2 separate regions of the Mus musculus genome follow, and region 1 is linked to region 2. Evidence: chromatin contacts called from public HiChIP or PLAC-seq data. All regions are on one chromosome and are shown on one strand. The core of a region is the stretch at or near the end of the contact, and the rest is flanking DNA. Distances in the headings are between cores, read along the strand shown. Region 1 overlaps Pecam1 (platelet/endothelial cell adhesion molecule 1). Region 2 overlaps Tex2 (testis expressed gene 2).

Region 1 (6,197 bases), core at 3,444-5,943, 71 kb before region 2:
GGTTTTTTGTTTGTTTGTTTCTTAGGATTTTTTGGTTTTGCCTTCTATCTTTCCACCTCTTCTTCCTCTGTGTCTCTGCCTGTCTGTCTGTCTGTCTCTCTCTCTCTGAGGATGACCTTGAACTCCTGATCCTCCTGCCTCCACCTCCCTAACACCAGACTTTATAAGCCCCGTGCTGCCACACCAATTTCTATGATACTGGGGGTCAGCCCCAGGGCTCCATGTGTTCCAGGCAAGCACTTAACCAGCTGGCCTGCACCCTTGTTCTTGGCTTTCTCGCCATGACCTTTACCATCTGTAAGAGCAGCCACCAACCCCTAACCCCCTACCCTGTCCCCACCCCTACCCTGCCCCCAGCACATGGGAACTTTTTTCCCAGAGAGCACATGAGGTATTCATTGCTGCTGTTTCCACCAGACCTGGAGAATCAGCCCCAACACAGAGTCAGTCCCTGGGATGGGCGGGAGAGTCTGACTCTGTGCGAAGAGGCAAATCCTACCCCAGCCTCCCATCTGGTGGTGAGGCTCCTCTTCCAGTGATGCAGGCAGTGATGTGATCCTTCCGTGCAGAGCTTCCTGCTCTCTCACTCTCTCCACTTCCAGGCTTTTGTCAGAGGCCATGGGCATAACAACGGTGGCCTGGCTGGGCAGCCGGGCACAGTGTGCATTCTGACAAAAGGATGCGTCAACTTGAGCCTCATATGGGAAAGGGAAATTGCAGGCTCTGCTCTTAGTCAGTTTGGCCATGGATGCCAAGAGCCTGAGTTATCCTCCTCCTCCTCTTCTTCTTCCTCTTCCTCCTCTTCTTCCTCTTCTTTCTCCTCCTCCACTTCTTCTTTCTCCTCCTCCTCTTCCTCCTCCACCTCTTCTTTCTCATCCTCCTCTTCCTCCTCCTCTTCCTCTTCCTCCTCTTCCTACTCTTCTTCCTCCTCTTCTTCTTTCTCCTCTTCCTCTTCCACCTCCTCCCCTTCCATCCTTACTCCCAGGAATGGGCAGACAGTGTAAAATCAACTGTGAGAATAGATTTGCTGCCAAAGATATTGGCAACATTATTTACTTAAGACAGCAAAATCCTGGACAGAACCTCTTTTGTTTTTAAGTTTTGTTTATGTGTATGGGGGTTCTGACTGTGTGCGAGTCTGTGTAGCATGTGTGTGCCTGGTGCCTGAGGAAGCCAGCAGAAGGTGTCAGATGCCCTAAGACTAAAATTATAGACAGTTGTGAACCACCATGTAGGTACTGGAAATCGAATCTGGGACCTCTGGAAGGGTAGCCAGTGTCCTTAACCACTAAGCGATCTCTCCAGCCCCAGAACCTAGCTTTTTAAAGTTAGGAACCTGGTTAAGCAATCAGCTGTGTAGCCACTTAACTTGACGGTGTAGCTACTTGGACAGTGGCATTTAAGAAAGGTCATGAGCCAGGTGTGGTAGCGCACGCCTTTAATCCCAGCACTTGGGAGGCAGAGGCAGGTGGATTTCTGAGTTCGAGGCCAGCATGGTCTACAGAGTGAGTTCCAGGACAGCCAGGGCTACACAGAGAAACCCTGTCTCGAAAAACCCAAAAAAAAAAAAAAAAAAAAAAAAAAAAAAAAAAAAAAAAAAAGAAAAGAAAACAAAAGGAAAGAAAAAGAAAGGTTATGAAAGTTCTTACAAAACCACACTGCATGAAAGGATGGGGTGGAACACATCACAGGCCTATCGCCCTAACTTCCCCTGACCCTCCCCAACAGTCCACTCAGAACACTGCTAGGGGACAGTGGAAGGGACCAAAAGTGGGTGGAGGGTGGAGCAGAGATCACTTTTATTTGCAACTTTCTAATTTTCTGTTTTCTATTTTTCTCTACTAATTAAAAATCTTTAAAATGCCACACAAGAAGCTGCACTTCTTCGATCCCGGCACTCTGGAAGCAGAGGCAGGTGGATTTCTGGGAGTTTGAGGATACCTTGGATAGTTTTGAACAGATAGCTCAAGGACACCCAGGGCTACATAAAGAGCTCCTGTCTTTAAGAAAAGAAAAGCCACAGTGGGGGTGTAGTTGGTAGAATGCTTGCCTAGCATGCACTGGGCCCTGGACTTCATTCTTAGCACCCCATGAACTGTGTGGTGGTTCATGCCTATAATTGGGAAATGGAAGTCTCAGAAACTCAAGGTTATCCTGGACTACATAGTAAGTTAAAGGGCTAGCCTGGCCTACATGAAGCCCTACTTAAAAAAAAAACAAAACAAAAAACAAAAATCAAAGCTAGCACACAAAAAGGTCAAATGACGTTCCAGGGACTCTACATGCCTATCTCATGGCTGAGAAGATCCCAGGGGCTTGCCTAGAGACAAAAGGCCATCAGTAGATGGCCTGAGACCCCCTTATACACTAGTGTTCTGTCCCGTCCCCAACCCTCCTCTATATCCCCCCTTTGCCATTTGCCACTTTGCACATTTCCAGCAGCAGATCCAGTGTGAAGCTGCCCTACCTCGCACGCTCACCTTTGTGCCGTCTTTGTTTTGCAGATCTCATGGAAAACAGATACTCTGTAAGTACACACGTCACACACACTACGTTAAAAATGCACCCATGAAGCTTGGTAGTAGCTCATACCTGAATCACCACACTGAGGAGTGTTGTGGACGTTTGAGGCCTTCCTTGGCTACAGAATTCCCTTTCAGGACTGCAGTATGTGGCTGTTGCTGTTGCTTTACAAAGGTGTTCTATAGAACAACGAACTATTTCCCAATTTGTCCAGGGTCTGCTTTCTACTAATTCTCGCCAGCACCTTGTTCTAACCTGGCCCATTTGAGACCAGGAACCGTGGCATCCTCTGGCAGTCTAAGCCAGTTCCAGTACTGATTCTCCTGTCTATACCGTTACAGCTCAGTCTATATAGGGAGAGGGACCATGGGAATCCTCCCATGTCGCTGGGAGTCTTTCTGCTCTTTTAGTAAGAAAGAGTCTCGGGCATAGTGAGCGACACACACTTGAGAGAGGAGCTTGTGTGCAAGACCAGTTTGGACTGCATACTAAGTCCCTGGTGAGAGAGGGAAGGGGAGAGGAAAAGGAAGGAGGAAGGGGAAGAGAAGAGAGATGAAGAGAGGAAGGGTAGGGAGATAGGGCAGTTGGCCACATACTTACACAAGGATCTGGGTTTAATCCTAGAACCCAAAGTGAAAATTTCAGTTGTAGTGGCAAACATGTGAGATCCCAGTCCTGGGGAGATGAGGACAGGTCCCTGGGGCTTGCCAACCTGCATGGTGAGCCTAAGGCCAACGAGAGACCCTGTTGAAAGAAGGGAAGGAGGAAAGGAAAGGAAAGGAAAGGAAAGGAAAGGAAAGGAAAGGAAAGGAAAGGAAAGGAAAGGAAAGGAAAAGAAAAAGATGAATGGTTCTTAAGGAATGACGTCTGAGATTGCCATCTGGCCTCTATATGCACGTAGACACACTCACAAAGGAACATTTGTACACAGGCATGTGCACGCACGCACGCACGCGCGCGCGCACACACACACACACTCACACACACAAAAGGATGTACAATAAACTCAGGAGGGAGGGAGGGAGGGAGGGAAGGGGTTTAAGTTCAACCCATTCATAACCCACTGCCTTCCGGTTCCCAGCCTGTCTGTGGGCACCCAGCAGCACAGGGGTTAACAGGGCAGCTATTATCTTCAAAAATAAGGAACTGGCCTCTGAACTGGTCTTTTGGGTCTGGGAGAAACTTCCAGCAAGACTTCTCTGTAGCCTTCAGTGGGGCCCTGGCTTCCTTTGTTTTGCTGGGTCTGAATTCTTGCTAAACAGAGCTCATTATGCTCTGGACAGACAGGAAGGCGCTGACATTCTCTGTGGGGATGAAGGCTGTCTGTTTAAGGCGAAGAGGAATGAGGTGAACAGCTTCCCTAGCTGCACCCACCCAGGCTGCTGAGAGCACTGTTGTGTGGAAGGGGCAAGGGAGCCTGTTTCATAGACGAAGAAATGGGGGGCCTGCCTTGCTAAAGCATCCAGAATCCCTGAGAAGCAGAAACAGAGGTCACGTCTCCAAAAGCCCTGGCCTGGGCTTTGTCCTCACTGTTAAGAAGTGACACAAGCCAGGCTTGGTGGTGCTTAGCTGCAGTAAGTGATCTCTGTGAGTTCAAGGCCAGTCTGGTCTACAATCCTTTAGCCCTGAGTTCCAGGACAGTCAGGGCTCTGTTACACAGAGAAACCTTGTCTCAAAAGGAAAAAAAAAAAAAGTGACTGTCTCCCAAGAGGTGAGAATAATGACAAGCTTGCTCCACAGGCAGAGTAGGACCCTGATTAAGAAAAAAAAAAAAAAAAGTTCACTGGCTGTTCCCATGGCCGTGTGTATCTGTGGCCACCCAAGGCAGGGCTGCGGGCCAGCCGTCGGAACTTTGCCGAACCAACCTAGTTACTTTGTCTTCCACCCAAAGGGGCTCTCTGGACAAAGGCTCTGAACTCCAGGCCAGTGGCAGAATGGCTTTCCCTCAGCCCCCAAAGTCTACTCTGGTCGCAGGGTGCTCCCAGTACTTGGGCTAGCCCTACCTCCAAAATAATAAAACCATCTGGCAGGAACTCAGGGCTTCCCAGTCGTTGAGAAGTGAATTTTGAATCTTGAAGCAAATAACTTTTGTTTATGAAAGAAGCATGCAGCGCTTCCCTAATAACCAGCCAGCGTGGGTCAGAAGAAAATGAACACTGAATTGCTCGGCAGGGAAATGGGAGGGGCTTCCTTCCTGAAATCAAACCTGGCAATCATTCCTCGCTTGTTTAATGGCCTGAGGAAATATCTGGACAATGAGACAGCCACTTAGCCAGCTACGAGCTTGGTATTGTTTGACTTGCTCCAATGGCACAGGCTGACTTCACTTTTTCCTCTTGCCATTTTTTGCCTTGTTTATAAACCGGGTTTGTGGCCCACGCAGACAGATAACGTGGAAGAGAACACCCTGTGCTTAAAAGAAAGAGCTCGAATCTGGACCTATGCGAAGGTCTCCAGATGGTGGGCAGAACCCCTGACTCTTACCGGTTGGGAACAAGACAGTGTCAGTGATGGGGTCCCTTCCCCACTCCCCAGGACCAGCAGGGAGATGAGTTGTCACAGGACCTGCTCAGGAGTGGGGCTGAGGCTGCTGCTGAAGAACGGGGTCCCACTTCTACAATCTTCTTGTGGGTGACTTCCTCAAACCTAAGCACCACTGCCTGTAAAGTAGAAATGGTGATGGTAGTGGTGATGCGGATAATGATGGCGATGGTGGTGATAGTGATGATAATGATAGTGAAAATGACGAAGTAACATCTGCCCACTGGGATTTTCTTAAGGGTTAAATGAGACTCTGCAGACTCAAGCCATCACAAAAAAGCCACTGTCTCCTTTAATGATCTTTTCCTCAAGCACTCTGGTAACAGTGGATACGGTTAAGAGATTTACTTTATTGGCTCTGAAATGCAACACACACACACACACACACACACACACACACACACACACACACACACACACGAAACTCAAAGCCTAGGATTCATCAAAGCCAAAGCTTGACATAGGCCTGGGAGAACCATATACAGAATTATCCTAACTAGCTGCTTAGTCTGTATGTAAGGTTCCGTCTTCTCATCAGTTACCATTTTTATAAAAAGGGTGTCTGTGTGTGTGTGTGTGTGTGTGTGTGTGTGTGTGTGTGTGTGTGAGAGATGCAGTCAGGATAATGTCTGAGAGTCCATCTCCCTCTCCTGTGGGCTTCAAGGTTAGAACTCAGGCACATCTTCAGGCTTGTGCACTCTTGCCTGCGGAGTCATCTCTCCCAGCCCCATTTCCACGATCTGCAAACTGGGTGACTTCTCACCTGCATTTCTGCAGGGATTAAGAGAACACTCAGCTCGTTCCTGATAGACTGGAAGTGCTCACCCTGAGAACTCTTTAGAAGTAGGAGTCAGGGACCCGGGCAAGGAGGTGGAGTCAGAAAGGTCTTTGGGGTTACTGGGGGACGGAGGGGGGAGGGGGTATGGGGAGATGGGGGGGGAGCACAAGCTGAGCAGAAGCAGGGCAGATCCAGAGCTGACAGCTGGCTTCTGACTAAAGCATAACAAGTCCGCTCCTCACTGAGAGTGTGTTAACTTTCACGTTTAAGTCCCCAGACCCTGCTGATGGACTAGCCCTTCCTGTCTGTGAGCTTGGTCCCATTATCCAGTGCCGTTTTCCCTAAGAGAGGGAGA
Region 2 (5,886 bases), core at 2,598-5,097:
TTTACCCACTGGAGGCAGCTCTGAGAACACTGGGTTTCCCGAGATAACCCAGTTTAAGATTCTCATGCTATGCTAGTCTCGATGACAAAATACTCAGGGGAGAAAGTTCAAGGAGAAAACCGGTTAATTTTGCTCACAGTTTCGGAGTTTAATTCCAAGGCTGGTCAGCTCCTTGCTTTGGGCCCAAGGCAGAGCTGCAGCAGCAGAACCAAGAGGCTGCTCACTTGATGCAGGCAGAGGATGGGGGTGATGGGGGATGGCGGGGTTGGCGAGGTGCTGGGTGTGTGATGTGGGATGGGGGGCAGCGTTAGGGTGTGGTTTCGGGGGAGAGTGTGTGTGCTTGTGTCCAGGCCAAAGCATTCCCGCAGTGATGCATTTCCTCTGGGTAGTCTCTACTGCTTTTGCCATTTTTTTTCTTTAAAAGATTTATCTATTTATTATATGTAAGTACACTCTAGCTGTCTTCAGACACTCCAGAAGAGGGCATCAGATTTTATTACGGATGGTTGTGGGCCACCCTGTGGTTGCTGGGATTTGAACTCGGGACCTTCGGAAGAGCAGTCGCTGCTCTTAACCACTGAGCCATCTCACCAGCCCGCTTTTGCCTTTTTATTTGTTTTGTTTTTATTTAAAACTTATTTTTTATGTGTATGGGTGTTTTGTCTGCATGTATGTCTGTGCATCACACTTGTGTCCGGTGCCTACACAGGCCTTGGAAGATGTCAGATCCCACCTAGAACTGGAGTTGCAGCCACTTACGGGCCACCATATAGGTGCTGGGAATGAAACTTAGGTCCTCTGGAAGAATAGCCAGTGTGTTTAGCCACTGAACCATCCATCCCATCAGCCTTTTTAAGCAACCAGGTCTCAATTTGTATCCTCGGCTGACTTAGAACTCACTATGTAGCCCAGGCTAGCCACAAAAAGAAAAATCACTGTTCTTCTGTCATAGCCTCCCCACTACTTGGATTATAGATATAGATATTCATCTTCATTCCTGGCATGATGAACTATGAATCCTTCAAGGGATTAATTACTTTGTTGACATTAGAGCCCTCGTGACCTAGGTGCCTCTCCAGGCCACACCGCTTTGGGGGACTGATTCATAGTCAAGCCAGAGCAGGTACACTTTAAAGAGTATGGACAGGGCTGGTGAGATAGCTCAGTGGGTAAGAACACCCGACTGCTCTTCCGAAGGTCAGGAGTTCTCGGGCATACTAATAGACAGATGTGTTTAGAGCTGGAATCGACAGGTTGGTGGGCGTCAGTTTTCCTGTAATCCCCACAGCACCCTGTCGTTACTGTCCCTGTTTGCTCTCTGCCCCACACCAGCTCTCCTTCACAGACCAGGACACCATGCCCTCAGTTGTCTGGCCGGCATTGCATATGTAGGCTGGTGAGGGCAGATGGAGGGTTGATGCGGGGTTGCAGGTGGAGCGCACTCTCCACCGTCCGGCACCCCTCTGAGCAGCCTGAAGCCATGTGGCCCTAGTCTACCGTCTTGTACTCCAGCATCACTTCTTTCACTCTTGCCAAGTCTGAGCTAGGAAAGGGTGGGCAAGTGCCATTAGTTATCTCAGGCACCTAGAAAATGAATGGTAGGCTTGGAAACGTGTGTGCATGTACACACGTATGTCTGTCCATCTGTCCGTCCATCCATATCAAAGATGACGGATGGACTAGCTGAGTATGACGCCACTCAAGAGGAGGGCAGGAGGATTGCCACCAGTTTAAAGCCTGCCTAGGCTACAATAGTGAGTATGAGGTTTACCAGGGTCGTCTCAAACAAAAGAACACTACAACACAAGCATGGAGGGAGGACCTCTACTGCTGTGGCAAATGGGGTTTAAACGCTGTCTTCCATGTGCTGACGAGTTACTGTTTGTCCTTCATTGTCATGATCTCGTCACATACACACACATCCTATCACACCATCCCCACCCTCCCCTCCCCCACCACTCCATCCCTACCCTCTCACTCCCCTCGCACCCCCACTCTGTTTCTGGGCAGCTCAGAAGTGTGGTGTCTGTAAGGACTATACAGTGTTTCCTGTGAGCACACAGAGAATCCTTAGCAGACAGTTTGAGCTGTCAGCCTTCTCTGGCCTGGCAAGGACTTCACCTTGCAGTACTGTCTCTTGATGAGAGACTTTGTGAGTCTGGCTTAAAGATAAACTCAGCTTGGAAAATTGCTTTGTAAATTAAGGGAGTCAGTTTACGCCTGTTTCATCGGTTTGAGTTGGAAACATGCCGTAGGCGTTTGATAGAAAACAAACACTTGATTTCCTTTTCCAACTTGAGTTTATATTTTGATCTAAATTCTCTTAGTAATTATAAGTAAAACTTAAAGCTTTGGGGTAATGATCAGATGTTGAACAATCTCTTCAGAGGCTGGAGATGGCTTAGAAGTTAAGAGCAGAAGCTGCTCTTACAAAGTGCCGGAATTCAGTTCCCAGCACTCAAGCTGTGTGGCGCACACTGGTCTGTAACTGCCACTGCAGGGAACCTGATACCTCCTGGCCTCGGGATACTGCGCTCACGCATACATACATAATTTAAAATAAAACAAAAATCTTTAAAGAAATTATAGCAGAAAGGATTGAATTAATTAAAAAAATGTTCTTTAAAAATTATGATTATCTGTGTGGAGTGGTTCACATCTATAATCTTAGACCCTGGGAAAGCTGGAGCAAGGCATTGCCTTGAGTTTGCGGCCAGCCTGGGCTATAGGAGTTGAGACCCTATCTCCAAGGGAGGAGGAAGCCGCAAAAACCCGCCAAAGTTATCTTGAGGCTAAGACAATAACTAGTCAGTGCAAGCAAATAAGAAAGACTGTTCCCAGTAAGCAGGCCAGCAGGCGATGCCCCTGGCAGGGCCCGGTGTACACCTGGTCTTTAGCACCGCAGAGAGGGAGGGGTGCCCAGGCCTGTTAGGATTCTGTATCCACTCTGTGTGTGAGTACCGGCTGTGAAGCCTTAGGCCATTTCTCTGTCTGCCTTGGTTTCCTTGCTTAGGAGACAGGAGGCTTCGTTTCTATCTCATTGAGCCCTGGAGAGGGTTGTGTGTCCCAGAGTGTTGGGGATATAAATCGTCAGTGAAAGTTCTCTCATGCTGCTCATTTCAGAGAACAGTTATTTTTCTTCCTCCATTTCTAAGTTTCATGTTTGCTGGTGAGATTCAATTAGGAGGGTGCCAGAATTTTAAAGAATTTTATTATCAATAGCAGACAGAATTAACTTTATCTGGAGAGATATTTTGTGAAGTCAGACGCTAGCAGACATCTTCAGAATGCCCTCTCTTTCCCTCCCCTCCACCTCCCTTCCTGCATCTCCCCCACAACCATTTGCTCTCAAACACAGACACATGATGCTTGCACGTTGTCATTCGGACTTGTGAGAAACCGGGCACAGTTCAGCATGAGGTCTGGGCTCCTCTGTTAGTTTTGGGCTCCAGGCACCATTTTTCTGGCAATTATTCGTTCCTGAATCAGAACCTTGGGCATCCTGTGATAGCCACAAGGCCAGGTCACCAATAGTCTCAGTCTCTCGGATGTCTCAAACTGACCCTGCTGCATTCTTCTTAAACCTCACTGGGTCCCCTCTTACTATGGCTCCATCCTTCCAGCTTTTGATCCCAGGACCCAGGCTCCATCCATAAGAATAGCTTCTTTCACATCCAGCCCACCAGAGTGGCAACCCGTGTCTCCTGACTCAGATCTGTTTTGTCCATGTGGCTACACTAGCCCGGGCTGTCAGCACTTCTCACTGAAGTTTGTGAGGGCTGACTGAGCTCCCGAGCCTCTCAGTTCCACATGTGCATGCAGATTGTGTGCAATCTCAGGCGTCCCTCATTCCCTTCCAGTGACCAGGTCATCAGTGTGCTGTGTCATAGCACTTGGCCCCAGGGATGTCTTTGGATTCCCCATGGCTGTGGTCCAGCCTCAGGTCATTTCCTTTTCTCCCGTTGTGCCACCACGATCGGTGAGTCGTTCCTCTCTTCTAGGGTGTCAGCCCAGGACCCCATGGCTTAGGAAATCCTTCTGTGATTAATCTGCAAACCGATTTGACTCCCCGCTGGCTGTGTCCCCGCTGGCTGTGATTATCAGATCCTTGCCTCCTCCTAGCCCCCCTGAGGCCAGGCTGGGTGCTTTGTGAACTCTGAGGAGGTGTACAGATGGGTGTTTACCGTCTTGCCTCTGCTCTTGGGGCTGGAAAGATGTGATTGCCATTAGAGTGTTTCCCTAAACAGACTTGTAGCAGTGAGTAACTTGTGAAGTGAAGAAAGATAAACATGCTCAGTTAATTTCAAATACTTGTCTTATTGAATGATTCGGGAGAAATAAGTATTTGGTTTTAACTAGGTGTTACTTTTGAAATCAATTCCTGTTTGGTAGTGCCTTGAGCCATATAGACTGATCCATGGGATTGTTTGCATAGGGGTAAATCTTACACTCCCTTGGACGGTGTAAAAGGAAAGACTGAGTCATGAACAGAGCCACCAGGCAACATGGAGGCTCATAGAGGGCATGGCTAAACTGTCACCCACTTCCCTGAGGGCGGAAATATCTGTGAGCAGGGTGTGCTATTGTGGACGTTGCATGGTTGGTACATGCAACAGAACGCTTACTTACAGAAAAGCTGAGGCAGGAGGATTTTCATTTGAGGTCAGCTTAGGCTACCTGGTAAGACTGTCTCAAGCAAACATATACACAAATGTCTGCTTCTACGTATAGGTGCATCGATGAGCAGAGAGGGCAGGACAGATGGCTGGTGTCAAGGGAGAATGAGTGTCTTTTTGCTACTATCTGTGATTTCCTAAATGATAAGAAAACCTGCATGATGTCATGCCTATATCCTCAGCAGGTTGCTGTTTACCACAGACAGGTTCTTTAGAGCCGTGATAATAGACAGAGGTGTTGTAGCCTGCTCAGGGAATCAGTGCAGCTTTTGCCTGATCGATTCTGTATTCCCTTCCTCTTTTCCTCCCTTCTTCTCTCCCTTCCTTCCCTCTCTTTCCTCTTTGCTCCCCTCCGCCCCCTTTTTTATTTTTCTCCTTTGAGATTTATTTATATTTATGTGTATGAATGTTTGTTTGAATGCATGTATGTACACAATACTGCATGTTTGATGTCCGCAGAAGTCTGAAGAGGGCATTAGCTCTCCTGGAGCCGGGGTAACAGATGGTTGTGAGCGTCCGTGTAGGTAGATAGGGTAAAGTCTCTGTTTTCCCAGTAGTGGGCTTGGCTGTTAAGTGGCTGGCTCTCCTAAAACGCGGGGTGCCATGAAAGCCTCTCCACTCCTGATTGCCTCGTGGAGGGAAGCAGCAGAGAGAGGCAGCGCACACGGTGCTGTAGAGTGGGCCTGCAGCGGGAGTCCTGCTCTGCCTTGTTACCTGGTAAGTTGCCAGGACTACTTTGTCTTGATCTAAATTTCTTTTATCTAATATGTAGAAACAGTGAACCAAACTCAGGTCCTTTGCAAGAGCAACAAGTGCTCTTAACCCCTAAGCCAGCTCTGCAGGCTCCTCAGGGTTTTTAGACTTAAGATCTCTTGGGACAGATGTCCCTCTTTCCTTGGAACAGGTAGATAGGGTGGCAGAAGGGTTAAGTGTGACAGTGCTGGCCAGAGTGCTCAGACAAGACCTTGTAATAAGTTGTTGGGGAGTAGAGCTCTCTGGCGCATCTTTACACATCACAACTGTGACTTGGACACACAAGAGAGCCCTTGTCCCACCCTTCAGTGTCCTCTTGGTTTGTGTTTTGAGTGAGGGTCTTGCTGCAGTACCCCAGGCTAGGTTTGAATTTAATTTGCAGCCCGGATTTATCTCAGACTTGTAGGGATCCTTTTGTCTCACCTCCAAGTATCGGGGGTACAGGTGTGTGCTCCAC

Evidence for each region. HiChIP or PLAC-seq counts read pairs in DNA pulled down with a chosen protein or histone mark.
Region 1: an HNF4G HiChIP or PLAC-seq map of pancreatic cancer cells shows a contact between it and region 2. The contact joins two enhancer-like sites. A contact is called at or near these places in 3 of 115 datasets of contacts at active chromatin or transcription factors (embryonic stem cells, extraembryonic endoderm stem cells and pancreatic cancer cells) and 3 of 9 other capture datasets (adipose tissue, liver and pancreatic islet).

Annotation. Positions count from the first base shown.
Region 1 is chr11:106,658,332-106,664,528 of GRCm38.p6, reverse strand. Pecam1 (platelet/endothelial cell adhesion molecule 1) reads left to right here. Exons shown (of 16, transcript NM_001305157.1): 15 at 2,505-2,527. Among named protein-coding and RNA genes, the nearest start is that of Tex2, 48 kb to the right of the region's middle. Within about 2 kb of position 4,693, at least 242 of the 459 cell types and tissues checked have an H3K27ac peak or open chromatin away from gene starts, as enhancers often do. A contact at or near this core is called in adipose tissue, liver, pancreatic cancer cells and 1 more, where this site is marked.
Region 2 is chr11:106,586,937-106,592,822 of GRCm38.p6, reverse strand. All of the region lies in intron 1 of Tex2 (testis expressed gene 2), which reads left to right. Among named protein-coding and RNA genes, the nearest start is that of Tex2, 23 kb to the left of the region's middle. Within about 2 kb of position 3,847, at least 93 of the 459 cell types and tissues checked have an H3K27ac peak or open chromatin away from gene starts, as enhancers often do. A contact at or near this core is called in adipose tissue, liver, pancreatic cancer cells and 1 more, where this site is marked.